Linked DNA regions of Mus musculus: region 1 is linked to region 2. The links are chromatin contacts, called in public ChIA-PET maps. All regions are on one chromosome and are shown on one strand. Each heading gives the region's core, a stretch centred on a gene start, on an enhancer-like site or on the middle of the called end of the contact. The rest is flanking DNA. Distances are from core to core; before and after follow the strand shown.

Region 1 (4,259 bases), core at 1,138-3,637, 540 kb after region 2:
ATTTAATAATGAATGTTGTCTTTCTCACTTATGCCATTCTAGTTTTATTGAGAAATAATTAACGTATTTGCTGTGCATATTTTATGTGCATTTGATAGATGTCAGCTGATATTCAAAAACTGATACATGGCATTTTGAATTATATTTATTTTTAATGGTGCATAGGAAAACAACAGACTTTTGAATCTTTGTACTCGCTGTACTTATAAGCTCCAGTGGGCTTTTAAAATGATTTCTAGAAAATGCAATCTTATAGTAAAGTCCCTGAGAGGCTGACTCTTAAACATTCTTTCTGCCTGGTCTTCACAGTATGTAAAAAGAAGCAAAAAAGACATGAGTTTGAGAGAGAATAAAGAGATGACATATAAGGAATGGGTCAGAGGGATCAAGGTAAAGGGAAAAGATGTAATTATAACTGAATATAAAATTATTAAATTAGGAAAATGAATAAAAAGATAAAAAAGATTTAACCCCTTCATCAGCATTATAATTAATATCATTCTGAAGAAAATAAAAATGAAGCCGCTTAGGAATTGGGGTGATTCTTCAAAAGTTGTACGGCTACTTCTGGCCATGGGCAGTACTTGCATTCTCTCTTAACTAATCCCACAAGCAAGATGGTGTGCAGAGGCTAGACTCCGAGTTTGAGCCAACACACCAGCATCAACCACCCATGAGGACCATGGAAAAGAGCAGTTTGTAAGCTGGTACAAAATGCATGGGGGAAATACACATTTTATTTTGAACTCAGTATATCCATACAAATGCAAGACCTAAAAACATAGGATCTGAGACCTCTGTTTATTTTGTTTTAGAAACTTTGCTTTAATGAACCACATCTACTTTTGTTATTTGTTAACCTTTTAGTTACCTGATAACTTCGTTTACAGTGACCATAATTTCCTGCCCCTGTAAAAGGATGACATCAAGAAGAAAAGAAAGCAGTTTGTGGGCAAAGAGCCCTGAGAAAGAAAAAGCCAGGAGACTAGGGAGAAAATCATGCCTTAATTTGCCAAAGTAGAGCAAAGACTCCATTTGGCATTTCCCCGTGGCGCTGTGGCACCCTCTAGTGGCGATATTAAGAATGACGCTTCTCCTAGGGCAACGGAGTCCTTCGCAGGGCACCACTTTTAGAAGGTTCTCGAACTTCAGGCTAAGAATGTGCTTCTTCCCCTTAGTCTGGATTGTGCAGGTGGGTCACTGCTTCTAAGATGAGCTGGATTCCTCCTCAGGCAAACCACACTGCCTATGTTAAAGCATACCACAGTCACGATTCCTTGTAAGAAAATGTGCTAGTGAGGCCTCCATGAAGTCCCGCATGTTGCTGTCACAGATGAGGTAGTCTTTGTGTAAGACACTTGGGACCATATCTATTCAAGCCTTCTGATCTTTGGGGGGTGGGCCTTGAACTACTTAAATATGCATAATGAGATACCTTGGGGCTGGGTCCCACCAAGTCTGATAACGATTTTTATTTACATTTGATATGCTTCATACACGCAACCTCCAGGTAATTTAGTGTCCGTGTTCAGTTCTTTCTGATTTCACATTGCACGAGGGCAGGCTGGCTTTTCTGTCAGAGGTAATGTTGTGTCTGTGGAAAAATGCTGTCTATTTGAGAGCACGTTGTACACTTTTTAAAAAAGACTAGTGACTCAGCCTGTAACTGTAATAATTATTAGCCCGACTACACTAATATTATTTTTACAGCAATTGGCACCAGCAATTATGGTATCTGATGTTTACTGGTAGGTACAATGGATCAGGCAGGAGCTCCAAAAACAACAGCGGTCACCGATTGGCTGATTCAAATGTGGCCTCCCTCTGTCAGGGCCAGCAGCACCTCTGTGGTTTTGGTAGAGGGGCCCAGTGGTGGTCTGACTCCCTAACCCATGAACGATGAGCATGGGAAAGATCTGCACTATGGGCCACATTGTGTTTTCCGGCGAGCTGTTGGCTTCAGCTAAAGTGTTCCTTTGCAGGGATGCTAAACCTTTTTGAGTGAGTCTCCCCCTTGGTGTTAAGAACAATGTCACCTGGTGAAATAGGGTTGAGAGGGAGCACAGGGAGTATGTTGGGGTCCCTGGACACCTGTGGCACAGGTTGTTGTTGGTTTACCCAGGGCTGGGGCTCCTGCGTTGCCAAGGATAAAAATTAGGTAGTGGAGCACAAGTGTCACGACCTCTGCCCCCGAAGTTCTTGTGGGCATCAGCCATGTTGTAAATTTGCATCTCAGTTTGGGGTTATGTACAAGTTTAATGTCAGTGCCAAATCCGACGCTTTAAAACCCCAGCAAAAGTGCAGCTGGTGGATTCCAAACACAACCTTTCCACATTGCACAGGGTTGTTTCTTCTGTCCTGCAGGGGGCACCCTCGTGCTTTTCCTTCTGAGTAGAATCTGTTTAGAACTAGAAGGTTAGCTTATATAATACTGGAAGGGGCTATGCACATTGCTGGAGGCAGTGGAAGAATCATTAGTCTTACTGAACTGTGAAAATCATGACCTACAGGATGCAGAGTGGAGCCTCACCGCACATGGTGTCAGCCCTGTCTCTCAGATACTCTTAGCTGCGGCTCTGGTTCACTGCCAAGGATATCACGTGGATTTTGGTAACACCTTCATGCCCTTTGACAAATTGGAATCTGCCCAGAGCTCTGACTGAGGTGGTCCTGTGAGAAATGTATCTATGCTTAGTTTGACATGCTGTGGGTAAGCCTCCCATGGTTACAGAGGAAACACCTCCGATCCTAACTGTGTTCTCCAGAGAGAAACATTTTTAGGGTACAGGTAGAGCGAGCCAGTAGTCAAGAGTTCTTTTGAACAGTCAAGAAAGTGGAGATTCACCTTCCAGAATGGAGAGTGCGCCAAACCGCGGTTGTGCCAAGCAGCTACCTCTAGGATCTGGACTCATAATTTTTATTCAACTGTCTCTCTTCCCTTTCCCACCTCTGAGGTGGTCTCGGGGTGGTATCCCCCTTGGAACAGAAAGAGGTTTTCTTAGGTTCAATCTTTTTTCACCATTCAGTCTGTTACAAGTAGGTTCACTGGATAAAATTCGATGCGTAAAGATGTAACAGCAAGGAGAGCTGAGATGTTTGCTAGGGCAACGGGCTTTCTAGGAGGCAGCCTGAACCAACTTTGCTGTTTTCTCAGAATCCCGTGCTTTCTCTTCACTAGTTAGCTTGGCTGGCTCATACCCAGCTGTGAGCCCTCTTATTTACCTTCCCCAGTGTCTCTGGCCTTGCTCCTTAACCCTGACGTTCTTTCTCTTTAACTGCATCAGCGCAGCATTCTGCGGTCCCCGAGGTTCTGCGTACCGGAAGTTCCTGACCCAGCTTCCTGCAGTGGTCTCAGATACACCAGTCTGCTCAAGATCCTTTTCCATCCTCTTTCAGAAACTAGAAGATTTTACGCCCAGGTATGAGCAGCAGCCTATGTGCATCTCCAGGCCTCCAGGAAGCACCCTGCCCCTCTCAGGGATGAGCAATCGCCTATGCCCGTGTCTGCCACCAGACAGCAACCCTTTTTTTTTGTAGCTCATTGTTGTCTATTTTGGAGGCACAGTGTCTGAAACTGGCCAGATGAGCTGAATCAAGGCAGGGTTACCCAGTTCCTCGTTCTTCCTGACACTCAGTTCTAGGAAAATTTCTCTTAGCATCCTTCTTCCTCATTTGCCTGGTTGGGTGAGGAAGAGATGTTCTTTCTCGAATTAAACAGCGGTGAAGGAAAACCCTCGGTCTCCTCAGATGAGTTATGATTGGCCGTTGGCCTATGAAGCTGGTGGCCATCATTGGGTGGGCTCTGTTCTTATGGAAGGCCATCGACCTACCTCAGCTAGAGCTTCCATTTCAGCCCTGTTGAAAATCTGGGACAAGAGGCAGCACAACGTTGATGTTATCTTTGGGCCCCCACCCTTCACATGGGAATGGTCAGAAGATTTGAGGTAGCCATGGTATAGGAGTTAGGTGCCTGTGTCCACTGCCCCTCCCAGCTCGGTCTCCGGAGATAGGGCTGGGAGGCTCCCCCGACCCCCACCCCGTAGTTAATTTCATTCTGACTTAATACACGCAGGAATAGATTTTGGTACAATATTCATCTTTCTATGTAGCCATTGTATATGGTTTTCCACTCGAACAAGATATTTGTAAAAAAAAAAAAAGTCGCATTAAGTTAGGTTGCTATAAGTGCAGTTGATTTAAGATATGAAATAACACAGAAGCGACTTTTTAAAATATTTATTTATGGGTCTGTAAGTGTG
Region 2 (4,269 bases), core at 59-2,558:
CTCTTCTATGAACTTTACAACTATGAACTCAATTGTGCCCCCAAGAAAACCCTTAATTACTAACCCCACACCTCCCCTTCCCCATTTTTCAAAGAGAGAGCCCAAAACACGGGGGTGGGATAAATAACTTTCCCACACATAAGAGCCATCAGAAGTATGGGGATTTGAACCCAGGCAGTGTGGGCCCAGAGTCCACAGCTCTTAACACCATGCTGCCTTAACATTCCAAACCTTTCTCTGGCTTTTTAAAAAAATACCTTTTAGATTTATTAATGTATTGGAGGATGGGGAATGTGTGTCATGACATGTGTGGAGGTCCGAGGACAACTGGAGGGTAAAGTCCAGGTCATCAGGGTTGGTGGCCAATGCTCAAATCCACTGAATCATCTTGTCAGCCCCTGGCTCTTCTTGGATGGCAAACCATTTGAAGCTTCCACACTTCAGGGATCAGGATGGTGGCTCTGGATGCAAACGACACGGAGTGAGTCAAACTCCTCTCCTCTCCCGTTTGGTTAAGGCAATAGTGTGGTCTTGCTTCCTTTTGGCCTCTGCCATTTTCCCTCAAGAATTGCTTTACCACAGGCCAGGGAAACTTCCAAGCTTCAGGTGTCTCCCTTTCAGTTTCTGGAGTCAGGATGCCAGCATAGACCATCCAGAGTTGCCCCTGCTCCCAGCAGGGACAGGGATTCTGATGCCAGAGGCCACTGGAGTCATTTGGGCAAAGGTGGTCCACACAGCCAGTTGCCATCCACACAGATGTGTACAGGACAATCCTCTGTGCGCGCGCTCACACACACACACACACACTCACACACACACACACACACACACACACAAGCTTCTTAACTGGAGTCTAATCAGGGCCTGACTTGTTCGGAGCCCAGCAAAGCAACACCCTTGGTGACAGACAGACCACACCCATCTCTTTATGACTGTGAGTTTCGGAAAGAACCGACTTTTACTGTTATCAAACCACGATGCTTTGCCACAGAGTCGATAATCAACACGTATGTCTCCATTGGCATTCATCTTCAAACCCAAGCGAGCTTTGTTGAAGGTCTGCAGTAAAGAAAAACAATCACGATAGGCAGCCCACTGTGTCTTTCACAAAAGCGAGCTAGATTTCTGTGGCTAATAAATTCTCAGAGTGGGCAACTATGGAGTGTACTTTAGTCACTTCACATGCAAATAACACCATTGGTCTTTGAGATAAGTCATGTTTTTACTATTTTGACCTATAAATATGTTGAAAACATCAGCTTGTCATTGGGCTGGCTTTTCTGAAAGCCTACCGGAACTTTCTCCACTTCAGAAATGATACACTTTAGGGTGGTACTTCCTATTTCAGAAACCACAAAAATCCCCCTCCCGGCCCCTCCAAACACCTTGGCAACCTGAGTGTTGCTGAGTTTTTTTTTTTTGTTTGTTTTTTTTTTTTGTTTTGTTTTTTGTTTTTTTGAGACAGGGTTTCTCTGTATAGCCCTGGCTGTCCTGGAACTCACTTTGTAGACCAGGCTGACCTCGAACTCAGAAATCTGTCTGTCTCTGCCTCCCAAGTGCTGGGATTAAAGGCGTGCACCACCACTGCCCGGCCTGAGTGTTGCTGTTAACACTCAACACCAGACTTTGGGATGCACTAAGGAAGTGCCAGGGACTCTGTGACACTGAGGGAGACAGATGCCCCAGGGCTGTTTGTCTTTACTGGAAAGTTCTGTATTCAGATCCTCCTGGTAGGGTCTGTTGCAATAAACGTCTATCTGGAAAGCATATTGTTGCCTCATGATAAGACCCGAGAGAAATCTGTCTGCTGTCTCATTAATGTAACATTAACTCAAGGCTGGAGTGATGGCCCAGCAGGTGAGGATGTGTGTGCAAATGTGAGTACTGGGCTTTGGATTCTATATAAAAAGCCTGATTGATGTGGCCACCCATGAGCCTGTACCGCAGCACTGTTGTGGGCAGAGACAGGAGGATCATGGGACTTGCCGACCTCTAGAGTAGCTCCAGGTTCAGTGAGAGTCTGCACCTCGAGGGAATAAGGTAGAGAGACAGCAAAACATCTGCCCTCCTCTGGGCTCTGTGCAGGTGCACAAGTGTGCGTGCTTGCACACCTGTGCAAACACGCATGCATGCATGCATGGATACACACATGCCCAGAGAGAGAGAGAGAGATACACAGACACAAATGAGCACACACAAGAGAGACAGACAGACAGACACATACATGAGAGACAAACAGACAGACACACACAAGAGAGAGAGACAGAGAGAGAGAGAGAGAGAGAGGCACACAGACACTACCCACTCTGGTCTTTGGCTGGTGGACTAATTTCACCAGCTAACCAATTCTTGCCTGATAATTCCACTCATTCTTAGCAACAAGTGGTAAGCCAGACCTCCTCCATGAAGAAACACTTGCTCCCTCATGAGAGCCCAGGCTTCAGGCGTTTCTTTTGTCCTGTGTCCAAGCTGATTAGTCTTAGCTGGAAGTCTGACTTAATAATGCTTTAGAAGGGATACCTAGGCAGAACCATCTGGGTGCAAATCCTCTCTTCATGGCAGTCTAAGCAGGGCCTTCGGCTTCTCTGCATCTCCTTCTTCATCCACTGCAGACAATCACCGAGTTGTGTTCACGGTATCTCCTAAATATCACTCAACACATCTGCCTCAGCCTCCACCACCCTTAGCTTCATCGCAGTCTCCTAGATGCCCCCATAATAATAGAAGTCTTTATTTAAAAAAAAAAAATCACAAATTATAGCTGGGTGTGGTAAAACAGGCCCATAGCTTCCTCACTCCAGAGGTTGAGGCAGGAAGATGGCCTCAAGTTCAAGACCAATTTAAACTCTATATCCAGATTCTCTCTCAAAAGGGAACAAACAAATGGAAATTATGTAACAGCCTTGTCTGGCTTAGACACCATCAGCTCCGTTCATCACCACCTCTTGGTTAGCCTGAAGCCCCACTCCCCTTCATGCCTGACACTCCCCACCTTTCCAGGTTTGTGTCCTGAACTCCAGCATGCATCAGCTACCTCCAAACCCTATCCCAGTGTAAAAGCAGCTCTTCCCCTCCCAGGCCTGGGTCTCTGCATTCCTTCCAAGAATTCTCTCTTCACTCTTCACTTAATTCTTGAATTTCACCTCCAGTGGCTCCCTCCAGCTTTCAGTCATCACCCCACGTAATATGGGGACTGTGGATGGAAACGATCTATGAGGTTCAAATAATTTTGTGGGGCTTATTATTGTTCATGATTCAATTGATAATCTATTACTGTACCCACTTTATTAATTAAACTTTGGGGCTGGAGAGATAGCTCAGCGGCTAAGAGTACAGCTCTGTAAGAGAGTCCGAATCAGTCCCCAGCACCGACAAGAAACAAACTCACAATCTCCTATAACTCTAGCTTCAGGGGATCTGATACCCTCTTCTGCTCAATCAATCTCTCTCTCTCTCTCTCTCTCTCTCTCTCTCTCTCTCTCTCTCTCAAAAAGATAAACCTTCATAATTTAAAATCATGTTAGGTACATGTAAGAGATAAATATAGTGTATTTTGAGTTCTGTGTTTTCTGCTTTAGGTTTCTGCAGAGCACTTAAAAAAAAAAAAAATGCCCCTGCCTCAGATAAGATGCACTGATGTGTTCCCAGCACAGAGTTCAGGGCCTCGGGAAACCTGCTGTGCACCCACACTGTACCTCCAGCCCACTGATGCCTGGGGCTTCCCACTCACCTGTCTTCAGAGCCCTTGGAACGAGTCACATGTGAGGTCCTGGATGGAATTTCCCTCTGGCTTTAGCTCATCTTTCAGGCGGAAGCCTCACCTGGGCTGAGTCCTCAGCTGCCTGTGGAATTTGTCACAAAAGAGTTAGTAAGTAAATGTTTATTGGTCACAAGGTTCAGGTCACCAGGTTTGATGTTTTGTTTGTGAGACAAGGTTTCACTTTTGTAGCCCTGGCGGGACTTGAACTCACTATTATATAGGCCAGGTTGTCCTTGACTTCAAAGATACTTGGCTGCATCTGCCTCCTGAGTTCTGAGCATAAAGGTGTGTGCCAGCACAACCAGCTCTCTCAAGGTGGCTCTTGATGCCTTGAGAAACATCACTTAGGTTTTTACAAACATTTTATTCAAATTTCATCTTTAAGATATATTAAATTGTTTTCATACCGTAGCATAATGGCTCTCAACGTATCCTCACTGCAGACCAATAGGTATGTTACAAAACAAGTTCGTTGTAAAGACGTTGGGAGATATCAGGTCCCTGCCATT

What was found. ChIA-PET counts read pairs in DNA pulled down with a chosen protein or histone mark.
Region 1: an RNA polymerase II ChIA-PET map of memory CD8 T cells shows a contact between it and region 2, with 18 read pairs. The contact joins two enhancer-like sites. A contact is called at or near these places in 2 of 115 datasets of contacts at active chromatin or transcription factors (memory CD8 T cells and thymic regulatory T cells).

What each region holds. Positions count from the first base shown.
Region 1 is chr1:40,377,889-40,382,147 of GRCm38.p6, forward strand. No RefSeq gene overlaps it. Among named protein-coding and RNA genes, the nearest start is that of Il1rl2, 55 kb to the left of the region's middle. Within about 2 kb of position 2,388, at least 37 of the 459 cell types and tissues checked have an H3K27ac peak or open chromatin away from gene starts, as enhancers often do. A contact at or near this core is called in memory CD8 T cells, where this site is marked.
Region 2 is chr1:39,841,498-39,845,766 of GRCm38.p6, forward strand. 1700066B17Rik (RIKEN cDNA 1700066B17 gene) reads right to left here. Exons shown (of 5, transcript NR_040465.1): 2 at 4,168-4,269; 3 at 3,731-3,842; 4 at 2,521-2,606; 5 at 931-1,059. Among named protein-coding and RNA genes, the nearest start is that of 1700066B17Rik, 3.7 kb to the right of the region's middle. Within about 2 kb of position 1,309, at least 38 of the 459 cell types and tissues checked have an H3K27ac peak or open chromatin away from gene starts, as enhancers often do. A contact at or near this core is called in memory CD8 T cells, where this site is marked.